Regions from separate parts of the Sus scrofa genome. Here region 2 is linked to region 1. Evidence: chromatin contacts called from public HiChIP or PLAC-seq data. All regions are on one chromosome and are shown on one strand. The core of a region is the stretch at or near the end of the contact, and the rest is flanking DNA. Distances in the headings are between cores, read along the strand shown.

Region 1 (3,535 bases), core at 356-2,855:
GGGTCACCGGCGCCTCGGCTCGTCGCCCCTGATTCGGAGGTCCTTCCCGCAGGCGCCGGAGCGGCCAGCGCCTGGTGACTCACCCCCGGCCCTTTCCCGAGCTCTCCTCCCCACCCCGCCTGCCCTGCGGGGTCGGTCTCCCAGCCCCCACCCCAGGATCCCTACTCCCGTCTTCCATCTCACCCCCCCCTTATCTCTGGCCGCTCCCTCTCGGGAGATTTCCACCCTGGGGTAGGGGGTGCGGCAGGCCAGAGGTCAGGAGACGGCGGGCGGGGAGCGCCGCCACGTGCCCGCGTGCGGCCCCGCCCGGGCCGGCCAGTGACTCAGCCACGGCGGCTGTCGAGGAACCAGGCTCGGGGGGCGGCGGGTGCCTTTAGGGTTCGCAGCGGCCTCGGGAGCACCGCACCCCTCTGGGGGGGACGGGGAAGGTACGAAGCCCCTTCACGCCCGGGAGGCGCCCCTCCCCCGAGGGACCGGAAGCGGCCAAGCCCCTCAGCGGACCCGGCGGCCAGCCGGGGCTGGTTCACCTAAGCCGGGTCCTAACCCCACCCGCTTCCCAGCGGGCGGCGAACGAACTCTTCGCACACAATTTCTTAGCATAAGTTTTACTGAAAAAAGAAGAGGAAAAAGGCCCAGGGGGCCAGGGTAGAAGGGACTTTCCTCTTCTTGAAAAAGTTGCATGTTGAAACCCTAGTATTCTTCCGCCTTGAAAAATAGGCCCGCCCGCCGCGCCCCGCGGGCGCCGAGGCTCAGTGACCTCTGCAGAGACAGGGTAAGGGGGACGGACGGCGACCCAAACTGCTGACCGGGGCACAGTCATGGAGTGAGGCCTAAGGCTGGAGCTGATCCAGCGCGAGGGATAATCCCCGTGGAGTCGGGTGGGCTCCAGCGAGTGCAACTTATGCCGCCGTGCAGATGCTGAGGACAGAAGTGTCCCCGGTGGGCGCCTTCAACTTGGAAAATGGTCGGGGTATTTTGTCAAATTTCCCTTTACTGCCTTTATTTCTTGAATAAATAAAATCAAGAGTGCAGAAGCGGTAACGTGCGCGCCTCACCCCCGCCCCTTCCGCCCAGCAGCAGACACGTCCCCGGCCCGCCTTCCTTCGCTGGGGGTCCAATTCGGCCCGGCCCGGCGCGCCCCGGCGCGCGCCCGCGAAGCCGGCGGCCGGCCCTAACCGCCCCACGCGCTCTCGCTCTCTGCCCCGGCGCAGGCGCGGGCGCACGCGCTGCCGCCGCCTGCCGTTCCTCCCCCCGCAACCCCACAGCAGAGGTGGGGGAAGGGGGAGTCGTTCCGTTTAACCCTGAGTTCCCCGAACCCTCTTAATCTGCTAAATTTGCAGCTCGCTAGTTCTTTCTCCGTTCACTTTCCTTCCTCCCTCTGGCTCACTCTCTTTCCCTACACCAAAGTCTAATATTCTATGCAAATTGGCGCGAGCCCCAACTCTAACCCCCCCGCCTCCCATCCTTTCAGCGTCGGTTCCCATCGAACTCGGCAAATTTTGCAATAGGGGGAGGGATTTTTTAAATTGCATTTGCAAAGTTCGGTATCTGGGCAGGCGAGAAGGAGGAGGGAGGGGATGAGGAGTAGGCCCCGCCCCCACCGCCCTTTGCAAATAAAAATCTAGGGGGGTGGGGAGGAGCAGGAAGTGGCGGTGCGAGGGCTGCTGCACAGCTAGCAGAGCCGCGGTCCGGACGGCAGCGCGTGCCCCAAGCTCTCTGCCTTCCCCCGCCCGCCAGTCCGAGGCAGCCCGAGCCCAACCCGCGGCCCCAGCAGTAGCCCCGAGAGCAGCCCCAGTAGCAGCGCCATGGCCGGGTGGAACGCCTACATCGACAACCTCATGGCGGACGGGACCTGTCAGGACGCGGCCATCGTGGGCTATAAGGACTCGCCCTCCGTCTGGGCCGCCGTCCCCGGGAAAACCTTCGTCAACATCACGGTACTGCGAGGCCTGCGGGGTCTGGGGAACTGGCCGGGCTTGGACCCTGAGGGAGGGACTTGGGTGGGGGCGGGCACGCTCTGGAGAGCGCAGCGAAAAGCCGTGGTCGCTCCTGGCCCTGGAAGTGGCGCGAATGGTGGCTGCACGTGAGCCGGTCCGTCCCGGGGCCCCCCGAGTCGTACGTCCCGGGCGGCGGCGCCCGGCCAGCCCGCCGGCCCCGCTCTCCGAGACGGGGCGTTACATCCGGGGCACAGGGCGGGGAGGGGCGCGCCGCCCGGTGCGGCGGCCCACTTCCGTCTCCTCCAGGGCGGGGCGGGCACACGCTGCAGTTTCAACCCGGGATTGTGATTGAGAAGGGACTCGGGGACCCCTGGACCCTGAGCTCCACTTCCGCCCGCCTGCTCGCGCCCCCTCCACCATTGTTCCTCCTTATGCGGTGGGAGCCCGGCTCGCGTGGCCAAGGTCCCATGCCCGTCCTCTGCGCTCCCTGCCCCTCCCAGCTCCGTTAGAGAGGGCTAGGCCGCCTCACGCCCTCCGCCCCCCCGCAGTCGGCACGTTAGACTCAACATTCCTGTGAGACCGATCCCGGAAGTCCCCTCGCCCTCCCTTCCCGCCATCCGGCGGGGCCTGGAGCAGGGGAACTTTGTGAGAAGTTCTAGGACTGAATTATCAGTGAAGGAGTAAGGGATGACTTCTGCTGTCCCCTCACCACCTCCCCAGTCCACACTGCCCGGAAGTGGGGAGGGGGAGCGGAAGTTCGAAAGGGGGGGAAGGGGATTTCCGGGCGGGAGGGGACCGGATGTGGGGATTTGGGGTGTAAGGGGGAGGGGAGAGAGTTTCCCTGGGGTATCAAGACCCGAGAGCTGGCTTGCTGGGTCTAGCCCCAGGCCCCCTCCAAAAGTTTTTCAACTTTCCCGGAATGCCCCCAGACATCTTGCTTCCTCCTCTTAGAGCACAGATACCTGGACCTGAACTCAAGGTTACTTAGAGACCCAGGCGTCCGGGCCCCTAACAACTCCTGTAGAACCTTTGACCAAATAAGGGCAAAGTTGCTTCTCCTGCTTCGCCCGCCCCCTCCCTTCCCCTCTTCGCTTCTGCTTTTCCTGAAGGAGACTTCTGAGCATCCAAAGGCTCTCCAGTCCATTCCACTCCACTCTCCTCACTCCTTTTTGGCCCCCTTTATTTCCTGGGTTTGCTTTCCCAAGAAATGACATCTAAGTCTCCAGGGGAATATGTCGTCCCTTTCTGTTACCATTCTCCTAAGTTTGAGGATCATGATCTTTTTGTGCACGAACTTCCGACAGTCCTGAGTTGCTCAAATTTCACTGGTGTGTACAAAGCACATAACATACACCCCTCCCAGGGGGGTTAGCTTCCTGAAGAAATGGAAGGCAGGTGGGTCCTTGGAGAAGGTGGGAACCTTGGGGTACTGACTAACTTGATGGTGCTTGGTTCCCCTTCCAGCCAGCTGAGGTTGGTGTCCTGGTTGGCAAAGACCGGTCAAGTTTTTTCGTGAATGGGCTAACGCTTGGGGGCCAGAAATGCTCTGTGATCCGGGACTCACTGCTGCAGGACGGGGAATTTACCATGGATCTTCG
Region 2 (3,535 bases), core at 665-3,164, 610 kb after region 1:
GACAAGTTTTGCGGCCAAGGAATGTGGCAAGCCTGGGTCTCCACGCCTCTGTAAAAGCCCCAAAATGCATGATCCTCTCTGCGTAAGACTCCTTCCTTCGGGAATGCTCAACCCTGGGCTCCATCGAAGAAGCAGGGTTCTTGAAGGAAGACGAATAACCCCCCCACCCCCCGTCCCAGAATAGCTGCCAGTGCAGGCAAGCCCCTCACCCTCGCTGGCATATGTGTGTTCACGTGTTGGAAGCAGAGCCCACACATTCCAACTGGCTTTCCGTATACACCTGCACATAAGGGACTAGAGCCAGGGAGCCTAAGGCTAAGGGGCAGGCTACGGGCAGGAGACCACCGGGGAAACTGAGGATCAGACAGACATTAAAGGAGAGCAGCCCAGAGAAACTGAGGCACAAAAATCCACGGAAACTACAGGGGATGAGAGGAAGCAGCAGCATGGGAGAAAGCCCAAAGCCCGCAGAACAGGGGATAAGCAAGTAGCTCTGGAGAGGGGGTCGGGGCTGGGACCTAAAGGTCCTCCGCTCCCAGTCGCCTCTGTCCAAGCTCACACATGAGCGAGGCATGTATAGACGCATGTGTACACACATGTGTGAGTTTGTGGCAGGGAACATGTGTGTCCTCAGCTCCCTCCCCTGAGAATCTGCAGTTCCCACTAAATATAACCCCCTCCCCAGCCTGTGACTCACCCAGACCCCGCCTCCCCGGCCCCCACTTCCTGTCCCACCCCCCAACCCCCAGCTGCCTGCCACCCGCCCAAGCCTCCCTCCACACACCAGGCATCCAGCCTCCCAGTCCCAGAGTCCTAGAGCCAAGACCAGGGTATTCTGCATCCCACCAGGAGCTTGCTAGCTCTGCCAGCCAGGATCTCTGGCACTCCAACCACAGGGATAGCCTTGTACGGATCTTCCCGGCTGCCAGCCCGGCCCTCCTCTGACTCCTTCTCACCCCAGTAACCTTAAATCCAGGTGTCCTCCCCCACCTTTATCCCAAGGGTCAGGGGTAACAGGAACATCCCCTCCACCTGCTCTTCTCCCTCTTTCTCAACCAGGGGTAGATATTGTGTGGGAGGAGATGGGGGTGATGGGCATCTGCCTGGGCCACCCCCAAATTCTGCACCATGCACCTGGTCCCCCTCCTCAAATCCCCTCTCTCCCCAAACCTCTCCTCCTCCTCCTCCTCAGGAGCTGCCAGCCTCAGCTGCTGCAACCTTCCACCACCCAAGGGAGCACCCCCAATCCTAACCTCACCTGGTCCCTTCCCTCAGGTGATCCTATGTCAGGCCCTAGCTCGCTGACAACTCCCAACTATCCCCATTCCGTAAGCTGGAACCCTAAATTAACTGCTCCCCCAAAATGAGAGCACCCCCAAATGTATCTACCACGAGACGCTTCTTCTATAACCTGAAGGCCTTCCCCTTCCGTGCCAGCTGACACCCCCAGACCAGTCAGGCCCTCACAACCAGTAACCTCCTACCCCCAAGCCAGGAGCCCCCCTGAAATTGGACAAGACACCTGCAGACCAGTTTGTCTCCCAGGGGAGAAGGGGACCCCCCACGCAGAGCCCCTCTTCTAACACACACCGGGCAGGACTCCCATGTGAGCCAGGCTTCTCCTTAAATAAGTCTCCCTCAAACATCACTGGTGAAGCTCAGAATCCACCAGCCCCCAAGTCACAGAATACCCCCTATTTTCCATTTCTCCCCAGGTACAAAGGGATCACTCCAGGGGGCACCTGTGGCCAAACCCAGCATTTTCTCAGCCGTGAACCCCCAAACTAAATTATGACCCCCAAATCCATCTTCGGATGCTCTCACGCCAGGGCCCCCGGGCGGCAGATTAGGCCTGACAAACCCCTCCCCACAAACTCTCACCCTCCCCCCAGGTGACTGGCCCCCCCATCACGGCTTACCTTGGTTGTCACTATACAGAGACAGTCCATGTTGGGGGGCCTGGCCGCGGCGGCGGGTAAGGGGCTCTGACTTCATCGGAGTTTCGTTCCTCCCCTCCCTGGGTTCTCACCCCTCCCCCCTCCGCACCCCACTTTTGCAGGGGGGGCCAGGATGGGGGGAGGGGTGAGAGGGGAAAGAGGGGGTTGGAGAAGGGGAGGGGAGGGGAGCGTGGGAGGGAGGGGAAGGGGGCCCTAAAAGGGGGTCCCCAGTGGAGGGGAGGGGGCTTGGGGAGCACACCCCGATTCTCAGGAGGGGCGGGGGCACCGGGGGCTGGCAGCCCCGGAGTTCGGGGGCTGGGGCATGAGCTGAGGTGGGGGAGGGGAGCTGGATTTCGGGGAGCCCCGGGGTAAGGGGGGGTCTTGCCTAACGGCCAGGGGCTCGGGGCCGTGGCGGGGGAGTGGGGTGGGGGGGTCGGAGGCGGCAGCGGCCGAGGGAGCCGTGGAGCCGAGGAGGGAAGGGGAGAGAGGAGGAGAGAGGAAGCAGGGGGAGGGAGGGAGCGATCGAGGAGCAGAATGGGGGGTGCCTTGGCAGGCTTAACTCCTTCCGCGCTGGCAGGAACCCGGATAATGGGAAAGGAGATGGAGGCAGGAGCGGAGAGGCCCTGAGGCCAACATGGAGGCCTGGCCAGAGCCACCAGCGCTGACAGCAGAGCCAGGGAGGAGGAAGCAGCCCGAGATGGGCTGGGAGCCGCCAGGGTGGCGGGGCCGCTGGAGAGAGGCTGTGCTCGGGGCAGGCAGGGAGGGAGGGCCAGGCACGAGGGAGTCCCTGGGGGCCTCAGCTCCCTCAGACGCACAGGAGGAAGCCTCAAGAGTGACTGAGTCCTGGACCCTTTGGGGCCTGCAGCTGGGGCAGGTGAAGAGGGGGCTGCAGGGGCGCCTGACTCCGGCCGTGGTCCCAGGGCCCCCAAGTCTCAGGGTAATAGTAGCAGTGCTTTGCGCACCCCTCCAGCCCTGCCTGCTCCCTCGGGAAGTCGGGCCCCCACCCTCACCCCCTTACCTGGCTCTCTGAGATGGAAGCCTCATAATAGTCCAGGATGTCTGTCACAGGAACAGAACCACCGAGTTACCTCGCCCACCCCCTGCCTCTCTGGCCGCCCCTGCCATCACCTCACCTCCGTCTGCCCGCTAAGGGAGGAACCCCTCCAGCCCGGGCTGGTGGACGCTGATGGAGGACCCCTGCCTGGGGCTCCTGCAGCTACCAAAAGATCTCCAGACTCCCAAGCAGCCCCCAGGCCAGCCCTTTCCACGGCTGCCCCTCGGAAAATCGGGGCTACTCACCCAGCAAGGCCTGGAAGAGGTCACTGTGCAGCACCGTGAGGAGAGGGGGTGCCCATCGCAATAGTGGGGGGGCCAGGAGCCAGAGGGCTGACCTGGGAGCTGGTGAAATGCAAATGAGGGAGGATTGGGACAAGGGAGCCAGCCACGAGGCGCCAACACATTCACCTCCGCCTCTTATCTCTGCTCTCTCACCCCAGACTCTCTGGAGAGGTCCAGGACAAGGACCCCCAGGCCCACCCTCTCCCCCCAGGCCTCTCCTTCACAAGGACTCCTGTTTTTCACCTCTGGGTCCCTCGGAC

Evidence for each region. HiChIP or PLAC-seq counts read pairs in DNA pulled down with a chosen protein or histone mark.
Region 2: a contact with region 1 is called in an H3K27ac HiChIP or PLAC-seq map of alveolar macrophages. The contact joins the promoter of ACADVL here to the promoter of PFN1 in region 1. A contact is called at or near these places in 1 of 5 promoter capture datasets (fetal liver) and 1 of 2 datasets of contacts at active chromatin or transcription factors (alveolar macrophages).

The regions. Positions count from the first base shown.
Region 1 is chr12:51,961,037-51,964,571 of Sscrofa11.1, forward strand. PFN1 (profilin 1) reads left to right here and starts at 1,606. Exons shown (of 3, transcript NM_001244416.1): 1 at 1,606-1,937; 2 at 3,402-3,535. The coding sequence starts at 1,806.
Region 2 is chr12:52,571,607-52,575,141 of Sscrofa11.1, forward strand. ACADVL (very long-chain specific acyl-CoA dehydrogenase, mitochondrial) reads left to right here and starts at 1,915. Exons shown (of 20, transcript XM_021067809.1): 1 at 1,915-1,975. DLG4 (disks large homolog 4) reads right to left here and starts at 2,415. Exons shown (of 20, transcript XM_003481294.4): 1 at 1,920-2,415. The coding sequence starts at 1,949.